Linked DNA regions of Sander lucioperca: region 1 is linked to region 2. The links are chromatin contacts, called in public Hi-C maps. All regions are on one chromosome and are shown on one strand. Each heading gives the region's core, a stretch centred on a gene start, on an enhancer-like site or on the middle of the called end of the contact. The rest is flanking DNA. Distances are from core to core; before and after follow the strand shown.

Evidence for each region. A called contact is a pair of places that touch in the nucleus more often than the background predicts.
Region 1: a contact with region 2 is called in a Hi-C map of liver, with 3 times the contacts expected there. The contact joins the promoter of grhl1 here to the promoter of mboat2a in region 2. A contact is called at or near these places in 2 of 2 Hi-C or Micro-C datasets (liver and muscle).

The regions. Positions count from the first base shown.
Region 1 is chr18:11,743,235-11,749,060 of SLUC_FBN_1.2, reverse strand. grhl1 (grainyhead-like protein 1 homolog) reads right to left here and starts at 4,456. Exons shown (of 16, transcript XM_035994833.1): 1 at 4,233-4,456; 2 at 1,845-2,034; 3 at 1,499-1,572; 4 at 538-671; 5 at 213-448. The coding sequence starts at 4,252.
Region 2 is chr18:11,586,888-11,593,100 of SLUC_FBN_1.2, reverse strand. It overlaps mboat2a (lysophospholipid acyltransferase 2), which reads left to right and starts at 3,062. Exons shown (of 13, transcript XM_031278969.2): 1 at 3,062-3,682. The coding sequence starts at 3,599.

The DNA.
Region 1 (5,826 bases), core at 3,207-5,706, 150 kb before region 2:
GAGACAATGGCATAATAACACACTGGCTGCTATTTTGGCATGTTCAAATAAAACCAGGGAAGGCTGAGCCCACCGCTGGCTCCATGGGATCAGGTGAATATCCTATTGTGTGATGGGAGAGATCTGAGAGTGGAGAGGAGAGCAAAGAGGAGGGGGGGAGGGGTATAGGGAGAGCATTAGTGGGGTTAAGAAAGGGGGATCGAAACACACACCTCCTGGGAACCATCCTTGTAACTCTCAGAGAAGGTGGAGTCGGGGGGCGTGCGTGACTGGGTGTTGGGACTGAACTGGACCGTGTTGTGGGTGAGCTGGCGTTCAAAGACACTCACATGGCCGTCAGTTTCGGCACAGTTGTTTGGCACGGTCACTGAGAAGCCGTGGGTGGGCACCTCTGTCTTGACAGACGGGTAGTTTGGCATGGCGGCAATGGAAACAGTGACGGTCGTGTCTGAGTAGAAAAAAATCAGCAAACTGACGATCAGGTTTTCTGTTTTTAAGCTGCTTGTGTCTTTTTATTTAAAAAAAATGTGAACAGACCTGGTGAGGGAAACTGGGCCCTCTTGTCCTGGGCCAGCTGAAGAATATTGAAGGGCCCCTTAAGGACCTGGATCCTGTTCTCCATACCGCCGTCCTGATGAGGAGCCATGGTGTGTCCAGACTGGAGCTGGTGTCTGCATCAAAGAAAAACAGCACATATGTAGTATTGGATTTGAAGTGTTATCCAGCATATTGTGAAGCCCATTAACCAAAACTAACATTAACTCTTTCATATACCCTGACATGAGCACATATACCCTTTCAGGACCTATATTCTAATTAACATTAAGATTATATGTTTTTTTACTCATATTTTAACCTGTTCTCAGTGTTTTTTTCTGTTTTGTAAATGTGTTCATGTGATTAGTGTTTTTAATTTATGTTTTCACTGCTGTGCAACCAATTTAGAGAGAAATTGATTGATTGATTGATTACCCTTAGATAACCATTTAAAAGGAATTAGTAGCTCTCAGGCTATATTCTTTTATTCTCCTTAGATATTTTAAAGCTTTATCTGTTATTTGACATGTGTATATTGTACACTTATGACACATATGACTGCTTATATTCATTCTTTTTGCGTCTCAGTGAGATCATCTGATAAAAAAAGTTAGTATAGCTGTGTGTTTTAACTTTAAATGAAGAGCAAATCTAGTGGAGAGACTCCTTAATTGTGTTCAAGCTAAAACCAAGGCTGTTTTCCTTCCTGAAAAGTCTTTTTGGAGAAACAAAGTGGTCCTCCACAGATGAATATGTGTACAGTTTTAAATAGATTTTAATAAATGAGCAGTTAAGGCTGCACACTGTACTGCTTCTACATAAATATGCAAATGTATGCATAAAATTCAGAGAATGTGAAATAGCTTGAATCCCTCTGTTCCTTTCATGCTGTAGATCCCCTCGGCTTTTCATGCTCTTATTTTTTAAAGGGGGGTGGTATTAGGTGAGGGCTGCTGCTTACCTTTTGTTGGGATCCACATCACAGACCAGTGTTTCTGGCTTGCTCTGGGTTATTGTTCTCTTTTCCCTGGGCACCTGTATGGGAGGGTAAACACAGCCGCTCAGCGTCTGACCACATCACATCCAACAAGCCGGGTCATCCTGCTGTCTATAGATCAGTTACATGACATAGGGCTCTGTCTAACAGATGCTGCTTCATTGTCGGATGTCAGTATGGAAGATCATATAGGTAAAGCCTGATTTGATTGCTTCCGGATCCACTGTGAATTTTTGACAAAAGAGCTCAGAAAGTTGGAGAATTATTTCCCGCATGGTCAAGACAGTAATTCTTAAGGTTTTCCTGTTACCTTATAGTAGTCGTAGAGCAGGCCGAGAGCTGCTGCGCTATCCTCGTCTCCGTTTATGCTCATCATGGCCTTGGTGGCAGCCGTCAGTGGGTTCTCCAGAAAGGATTTCCAGGCTTCATCTTCTGTGGTGAAGGAGCGACGCTGGCCGCCATAGCCCGGCTCGTTCTGGAGAACCAGGACCGCACGCTTACTGCGAGAAAAGAAGAGGATGTTTCATAAGTTGCTGTGTACTAACCAAATTATTAAGATGCTAATGTTTTTTTTAATGCAGAGATGTGCTTATGTGATGTCATTTATCTTTATCAAATCATGTTTCAGTTGATGTCAACAATTGATGGCATTACTTTAAATATACTCTATGGATGCAATGTTGTCATCATGTTGAATCATGGTGACAAATAGCAGATATAGACTCTGGATTATATGAGCTTCTTATCAAGCATATAAATGATTTATTTTCCTCACTGACATGTACCAGTTTACAAAGCCAAGAAGTACAACCAAAACCTCGTTCAGAACACACAAACAGGTTATAAGAGCGAGAGATCAACCATGTAGATGTTCTTTATCTGTAAGACCTGTTGTTCAAGCTTTTCAATGATTGCACAACAATTCTCAGCCATCGAACCACTGAAGTGTCTCTAGCGAAAGATGCTCTACAGGCTCATCCAGTGTGACGACTCTGGTTCGGGGACTTCTCATTGGCTGAGAACTGACCGCAAATGACGCACCTGACCCTGCCACATTCCAGCGCCATGCTACTGTTTTTTTTTTGTAAGAGAATCATGAGTTTTTATTCTAAGTCACCGGCTGCATCCCTCTCCTCCTCTTCCGCCTTGTGAGGCCTTTAGAGTCATTGCTAAACAGAACTCAGTTGGACAAATTAGAACACAACGGCTTGTGTTTCTATGTGTCTCATCTGCTTGCAGTGGTATTAAAGGGGTACATTTAAGTTCATTGAACTCAGGTAAACAGCTTGAATTTAAAAGGAAATTAAGCTTCAGTTTCGAGAAGTGAGATACATTCAAAATTTCAACACTGAACATGCCTATTTACTGTAAATTGTAATGTTTGCTCAGCTTCTATTTACTTAGATGGGTTAAGCGTAACGCCTAAAACAAGGAAAAGTCATTAGTCGAGCTCTTGTTATTAAAGTTTCATATAGATCACTAGCTTTCTGTGTCAAACTTTAGAAACTACACACACATTCAATCATCCTGCCACCAAATCTGTCTGCTGGATTTTCTGCCACGACAAAGTAATTATGATGAAGTACAAACGGACTGGCTCAGTTTCCACATTGAGTATCTACAACAAACATAGCTTTTTTCCCTCTCAGTGGTCAAAGCAAAGTGATAATTAGTAATCTTATATCTAATTGTGCTATTCATATAATGCAACCTGATAAGATCCATTATTAACTGGCAATAAAACTCTAAGGAAATGTAATCCATTACTAAACCAAAACAAAGACGACTTTGATTGATTTAGCTTGTAGTCAGTAATGCAGCATACATTAACAGATTGTCACTTTTAATGTACAAAAGCATGAAAAAAACCCTTTAACATTTAGAAGTGTGCATGTAGTCTCTATTTTAAGATTTTTAACATTTGAGTCATGTAGTCATATAGCCTATAGTAAAATCCACCAAAACCTCATAAGGTCCTGTGCTTGCTTACATTGTCTGTGTTAGTAAAGGCGAGCCAACGCCTAGCAGGTGTACAATTTCACTCCCCTTAAAATTCTCCTTGTCATTGACCTCAAAAACATACAGAATATAGGCTAAGCATTTATATCAACATGAAAATTATTCATCTTTAAAAAAGAATACTTTTTTAGTGAAGCTGTTGATCAAAACTCTTACATGAATAGAATAACCATCTGCAGAGCCAGCTTTCTTTAGCTGACAGCTCCATGCTGCTGAGGTCCATGTTTATTCCTGAATAAACATAATTAAGACTATCCACATAACTTCTAGAGCTTAAAGCAAAACCAACAGGCGTTATTCTAACAGGCGCCTCTGCTCGCACGACAGGTGGAGATACACCTGTACAGGCTTGAACATGACAGGTGAAATGAGCGCAGTTACACCATGGGAAACTATGAGATATAATCGCTTTCCCACTTGGCAGCCCAGTCTTAAAGTAAACTTCCCTTGTTTAAAAAAGAAAGAATCTATAATAAATAATCCTAAAAGAATGCTTAAATATCAGCAGCCGCAGGTCAGAGGTGGACCACAAAGTTTCCTCGGATTTTAAAATCGGTCTGTGCAATGAACTCACAGAAAAAGTATAAAAATTCCAAAAAATATTTACAGTCAGTATTACAAGCTTATAGTGTCTCGTGCTCGTTCTGCAGGCTAAAAGTGGAGCGTCAGGACAACTTACTTGTCATGCTCCTGTGACATCTCTGTCGGTCGAACTGGACTTTCTAGTTGGTACTGAAAATCCGATCCGTCTTCTTTACCGTGAAAAACTCCGCCGCTAACGCTGGATGAGGGCCGCGGCAACAAACAAGGTGTCCCCTAGTGAGAGAACGGGTTTTGTCGGCTTTTCTCGCTTTTTTGGGGCAATGCTTAGATATTAAGGCCGGTTTTACCTATGACAGGCCCGCGGATTGGATTACAGGTGTCTGGGAGGGCGGGGCCAACTGTCAATTACCCTCTCCGAGGTTGTGATTGGCTCATCTGGTGGCCTACCTGAGAGCTGTAGAAGGACTCAGGGTGAGCCAGAGGAGGAGCAGGTTTTAACAGCTGTGATTTTATCATTGGGTTATTCATTTGGAAAGAAATAATGTCTATGTTCAAATTGGCTAGGCCTACATAATTTGTTTAAAAACGTGATTAAAGGGTTTAAGGTTAAAACAAAGGTGATTAAAAGAAAAAAACGGATAAAACACTAAAGGGAAAAAAATTATTAAAAAAAACTAAAGATGCATGAATATTACAACTATACAACTGATGAATGTGTTTGCACAAATCAGTGGTGGGGTGCTAATTTAAGGACTGGAGCAAGGAACATCTTCTCATGATTACTGCAGCATTATGGGCAGTAATGGTAATTATGTATGTTTTAGGTATGAAGACTTTATGTTCAGTAATGTAGTCTATATGTATGGAATGCCTGTCCTCCAATGAGAATCAAAAATAATAATTATCATAAAAAAACGCATGTGTATCTGCAGGTATTGAGTACTGACCAGATACAGTGCTCTCTTTTCCCCAAATGTCAAATCTGTAATCATCACTGCATGGAGATCACTAAAATCAATTTAATGTAAGTTAACATGAGGCTTAAAATTGACTCAGTTTATAATGACATCGACAAAGAAGCTGTTTTTAAAGTGTTGGTTCAACATTTTCAGTCAGGTGCCCACATGAACATTGAAACAGGTTTTACTTGCTGTGGCCATTAAAAAACCCACGCTTTGTTCTGTACATATAGGCTTTACTCTAAAGTTTATCCAAAGAAAATATGAGGTTTCAGCAGTCTGACTTAGACAAATCAAGTGAGTATCTTCTGTAGTTAATGTCTTTTACAGTAAGTTCAAAATTCAGAGACTGACTTAAAAAATTGTCTACCTATCCTTTGATGTCATGGTCCTATAATCTGCTTAAAAATGTCAGGATCTGAATGGATATCAGTATTGGATCGGTGCATAAAATATGAATATGTTTTATGTTTGGTTTATTGTTTAGATTTATAGTGTTATTGACCTGATTACAATTAATTGCTTGAAAAAAAATAATTAAAACCTGAACATCTACAATTTATATACGGATCCTGGTCGAAAGCTCCAGAACAGAGAGTTTTCCACTAAATGGACCTTGTGGTGAGATGGTTGTTTTGGCCGCTAATCAATAGTTTTGAAACCTTTTGTTGGATCACTTGATCATAAAACAATTGATTACAATTTTTGTAAGAAATGTAAATCCATAAAAATTGAAACGCTCTAGATCTGTCCGTTTACATCTTTGAGCAT
Region 2 (6,213 bases), core at 1,813-4,312:
AGGTTCCCTTAAATGCATTGCTCCACAGCAAGTTGCAGAAGGTTTTGACATTTAAAACATAAAGTGCAATTAAAGCAGAGTGTTGGTGTGGTGCACAATTACAGGTTCTGTTACCACTGGGACTGCAAGCACAAAACATGTGTGTTTAGTGTAAGTGTAAGTGTAAGAAAAGGGTGTGCTAATGCTACAAATACACAGACTGTTAATGAGAAAACACAAATCTAACAAGAACATTCCTAACACACACACACAGACACACACACACACACACACACACACACACACACACACACACACACAGCTTTGCTTCACAAATAACAGCAAGAAGTAAAAACAATATTGCACAAACACAAAACAAGGCCAAGGTAATTCCACTAAAGCTGGCTCTGCCATCATTACGTCTCTATGGTAAAAAATCTCTGATAAAACATGATGCTTACAAACACACAATACAATGTGGAGGTCACATTTATAACAAAGTATAGGCTAATGTATATCATTAATCGTAGCACTGCATGCAAATGAACAAATGCTGGTTTTGCAGTTTACTTTGATGTATTTCGAGGGCATATACGGTTCATCAGCCAGTTTTTAAATAATCACTTTCCACTAGCTTGAGCTGTTTACATGTAATGCCTTGCCTTACATTAGCTCATTTGATTATCTAGTTGCTTTCATTTATTATGTGGTGGAGCTTCACTTCCTTTTTTTACTCTTCCTCCCCCAGCTCAGATGTACATAACTGGAACCCGTCTACCAATGCACCTAAAGGTCATGACTGTTTTGTGCTTAAACACATCTGCTTTTTATTCTTCTTGATCTCATGGAGTCACAATTTGGTTATCTGTGCATCTGTAGTTTATCTGATCAATTATGCTTGACATTTTCATTTTTTCACTGTGCCATCCTCATCAGTGAGCTGATGCTCTTCGTAATAATCAAAAGTAAGAGTACAGAGGTCACAAACCCGTGATATTGTTCCTGGGAGAAAATATTTAGAAATAACTGAGGAAAAGAGTATACATGATGAGTGATATGCATAGTCAGCTTTCTATTTATTGTCTAGCACTGTCCCTTTTTGAATTTGAAATCACATTAAATTTGAGTGTATTTGTATCAAAATGCTACTTGTGTCAGTATCGGTATGACAAATCCATCTACATTCAGAGCATTTTAAACTGATGTTTTGCTGATGATAAGCATATTGACAATGATGTAGTGACAGCACAACACATGGTGCAAAACTTTCTGTCTTGATTCATAAACCTTATATGATTACCTTTCTGGCATTGTACATACTTTTGAAAAATTCTAATTTTGTGTTGGAACTCCCTGCCCTAAATGAACAAAAGTGAAAGCAGATGAGTTGGCATTGGTAAGGTATAGTGCTGCCCTCTATTGGCTACTGCGCCTTGTTGCAAACCTTATTCAAACAAAACATAACTATTATATCAGAGATAAAATCTTCAATTACAAAGTCACAACTTCAGAGGAATAATGTAGAATTAATGGTTAAAAAAAATCATAGTATAAGTTTAAACAGTTTGATGAATTATGAATATGGTATAACATTCTTCTGTGCATGTCCTTAAATTTGAATCCTTTCTTATGGAAATATTTCCTGTTTTATTAAGGAAATACAATATATGTATTTACTAAATTGTATCTAAGTAGGTTTCTGGGGAACATACTTTAAACCATTAGGTGGTGCTTATAGACAGTGAATAAATAAAAGGCTGCTGCCAGAGGCTATTGCATAACAATCCAAGTAACCAGTAGCTATCTGATTGATCACAATAGCTTAATTTTCATAAACAAACTGTAGTGGTCCCTTTATCCTGTCTTTGCAGTAACTTGATTTTCAGATTCATTCATTCATTCATTCATTCACTCTTAGACCATACATTGTGGTATGGAGTAGAAAACATCAGTACAAAGATAAATAGCCAAAATAGATCCTTAACACAAACTAAATCATTTAAAAAAGGGCATGTTGCTCAAAAAGGCACCTAATCCACATACTATCCTTAAATTATCTGTCTACAACACAAGTTTAAACATGGACGGGCGGCTTACAAAGCATTTAGGCAAATATTGCTTGTATTTTTACATTCAAATAGAACATGGCATTTGTACCCCCGACAGTTGTTATCACATGAATTACAAAATCTTTTGTTCCTTAAATACTTCATATAGATATTTCATATTTTCATTGCCATGTCAAGTTTATTTATATAGCCCAATATCACAAATTCGCCGCAAGGAGCTTTAAACAATTTCATGATGCAGTGCAATCAATATTATGCAGGGAAAGGTAACATCCTGCCCTATGTTTCTATGTTTATTTCGCTTCTTCTGTCTTACAACTAAAAAATACAATGTAGATTTGAAATATATTCAAGAATATATAATTTGACACAAGAAATGGGTTACATCTGTGTCCAATGATCTATTGACAAAATACATCTAATAAAAAAGCGTAATAGGCTATATGTCCATGTCTAGATTGTTAAATGTTTGCACAATGTCAAAATGTGTGTGTGTGTGTGTGTGTGTGTGTGTGTGTGTGTGTGTGTGTGTGTGTGTGTGTGTGTGTGTGTGTGTGGTCACCATTTAAGAGCTCTTAATCTCTTTTTTTTAAACAGTTAAAAATACGAGTGCAGATAGTGCAGATGCAGGTCTTTTGCTTTGAACAACCATCACTGGCCTCACTGTAGTCATTTCCTCAAATGAAGCCTGCCAAATGCCCCCTTACGTCACACTTTTGTCCTTCATGTGTGGAATGCTATGTGAAATGGGTGGGGCAAAGAGTGGGGAGTGACGACAGTCACCATTATTCAGTTTCAATTTGCCTTGAGGACTGTAAATCAAGACCCTTCTTCCATTTACAAAGTGGTATTGGTTGATGGATTCCCTGTCTCCACACGATAGGTCAAAATATATGGTTATAATAACGGAGGGCTGGGCCGCCATCTCTCCACCTACATTATCACCATTTCTATTGTTGTCAAAGAGACTCTGCTATTAAGATAGTTCATGTCTTACTCTACTGTCATAGTAACCATGGTCCAGTCGTGGGTAGCGTACAAATATTTTAAAAACTTAATGAGTAGGCACCAAAAAGGGTAGCTAGCAAAAGGTACAATCTCTCTTTTCATGTAAAAACCGGCGCAAATATTGCTTTTTGACACAAGACATACTACAAATGCGCACAACAGGAACGCCTTAAAACGAGAAATTGAGTATTAACATGTTGTCAGTAGAGTAGGCTGCTACCTAAAACGCCACCGCTTACGCTAATTTAAATCAAATATATGTAACAGCGATTAAAACAAAAACGCCACTCTCGCCGACTCCTATTTAACAATACGACGTATTTTGCTCCTATCGAACGTTAGACCGAAGAGAAAGTGGTCGAGCAGTGAAAATCTTGTCGTCATTTTGTACTCTTTGTTGGATGTGTGCTGTGTATAACAACCATACAGTCCGTCGCAACAACAGCAGCAGCAGCAGCAGTGTATTTATCATCGCAGCAGCCGAGGGGAGTGAAAGGAACCGGAGGAAGGAGAAAGAAAGGATTTAAGCACACCGACCAAGCATGGCTACGCAAACGACAGCATCATGTACTGGATCTACTCTTTTGCAGCCAATCAGCGAAATTATCAATCTCCCTGTTGACCAGGTATGTTTTAGGATGGAGAAAATATCAACCCACGAACCGCCTGACTTGAGAATACATTTTACACAGCACATTCATCGTAGTTCGCTAGCACAAGTGCATAAAACATTAGCAGAGACTGATAATGCGCAGCGCTGTTCTTCCCAAACGTTAGCTTAGCCTTTAACGTCATATGTTATCGTTACATTGCGGATTTACTGAAAACGAGTGCAATCACTGATTTGTTTCACTATCATCAGGTAGCCCCCTTTCAAAAGCTACACTACAGCTAATCCCTTTTGTCTTTTCCCATCGATGCCCAAAAACCTAATCCAGTGGTTCCTAAACTGGGGTCTGAAGCTCCTCGGAGAGGCTTTGGTCTGCCTTTCATTGTATCACTAACTATAATCTGGATTAACTAGTTACATTTCACCTAAATTAACGTTAGCCATATAATAGTGTGTAGGCCGCAATGACCAATCTGCTATATTGTAACAGTTTTCGCATTGTTAAGAAACGGACAACACAATCTAGTTTTATGTAAAATGGTTTCCAAAGATTGAAAATATTAGGAACCTGTAACGTTAGTTGCTGATGAAATCAGATGTTGGAGTTGGCATGACACTATTCAGTTCAAAGGCACCTGAAGCACTACTTGGAGAAAGCCATGCAGTTTATATGTGGTTTTCAGGTAAAGCCTATGTTTTAGAAATCCAATCCTGTAGGAATTAAAGATCATGTATTTTTACATTTGCAAACCTAAACCAGGTCAAAATATAGTTAAAAACAAACATGTGGTTCATGGTAACAGATTACTTTGCTGGTCACCATTGCTCATCTGTAATGACAGAGAGCACCACACCTTCTCTGTCTCTGTCTTCTCACATTTTGAGGCAGCGCTGAAATGGGTTGGGTAACCACTGTAGGTGAGATTAGCCTGGAATTATGGGATTATAATAGTAATAGTAATAATTATAATAATATATAATAGCTAGTGATAATTTTCTGAAGTGGAATTCATTGCAAAATGTCTGCAAATGTTTGCATTGCAAATACATTGTCATTTTCACATTCACAGGCACCACACCTACACAATTGCACATGCAAATGCAAAGTACATTTCCATAGCAATGATTTCAAAACTCACCAGAGCCTGAGGTGGTGTGTGGAAACATACAGTACAGTCATGTCAGCACAGATCAGGGTTTGTCTAGACAGGCTTCTGTGGACACAAAAAAACAACACAAATTTTAAGTGCCACTTTGGCTTGTTTAATTTAAATATATCACATGTTAACTACTATAATTGGAGTGGTGTCCTCCAATTATTGTAATTTTCATTGTTTTAATATGGTGGATTCTTAAATTTCCCTCTAAGTTATCTGATACCTAAAATGTGTTAGCCACATAGTAGCAAATAGTGTTTTTATTGTAAGAACATTTTCTGGAATGAAACTCAATTTATGTTTCCCAGTATAGTCAGTGTGAACACCAGGAATCCACTGTCCATCAGTATGAGTAACCCTTTCTTGTATAGAGCAAGAATAGATTTTCCCTCACAAATGGACTTCTTTTGGATTCTTCTTATGCTGGCAACGTTTTGCTGTGGATCTTTGCCCTGTGTCATCAGCGGCAGAATCCCTTATTTATGTTACGCTTTCCTTATCAGCATGAGGCCACATACAGATCGAGTCTCTTTCCTGCTCCTGCCAAGCACTCTTACATGCAAGCTTCATGACTTACTCTTCTCTTCACACTGGAACTCAGCAAAGCCTTGCTTTACATATATTTGTATTCTCAACTCTGTGATAGTAATAGTTTGCATGTTTGAAAAAGTGTCGCCACCGCTTTTAGATAAAATGATTTTAAATGTAATGTTCATAATCATGTTAATTTGCCAATGAACTGTGTGCTCATGTAAACTTGGCCTCTTTATCAGCTCCCAATGCACACACAGTGACTAACCTCTTAACTACTTGTCTTGTTGTGGATCAAACAGCAAACGTATGCAACCATCTTTCATTTTCCGTACTACCTGCTTGTGCAGACTGGAATGTTTGATTATGACTCTCTCCAGCCTGTGTGAGGAATATTGCTGAGAGAGGATTCACCTTTTAAAGTGATCTGTCTACATCATAAACTCATTCTCTGAACTTAGAAAAAGAGTTCAAGTGCATTAATTACTGTGCCTCTAATAAGTCCAACAATGAGTATACATTAATGGAACCCCACAGTTTGTTGTAATTTTACAATAAATACTTATAATAAATAAGTATTACAATCATTATTATAATGTAATTTGTAACTGTTTGAAAAAAAAAAAACGTATTAAAAGCACTCTCTAAAAGGACATATAGCCAAAGTTTATGTGAGATCAAACTTGTGTTTTGATTAAGCTGCTGCATCTACAGAGCATGCCACTTTCTAACTCAACATGATAACGATAACAGCATTAGCATGAGGCTACAACATAGTTTTACATTACCGTGATTGCTATAGTTTATTCATTTACTACATTGCCAATTCTGATCCTTTGCTTTATCCTGGGACCATAAC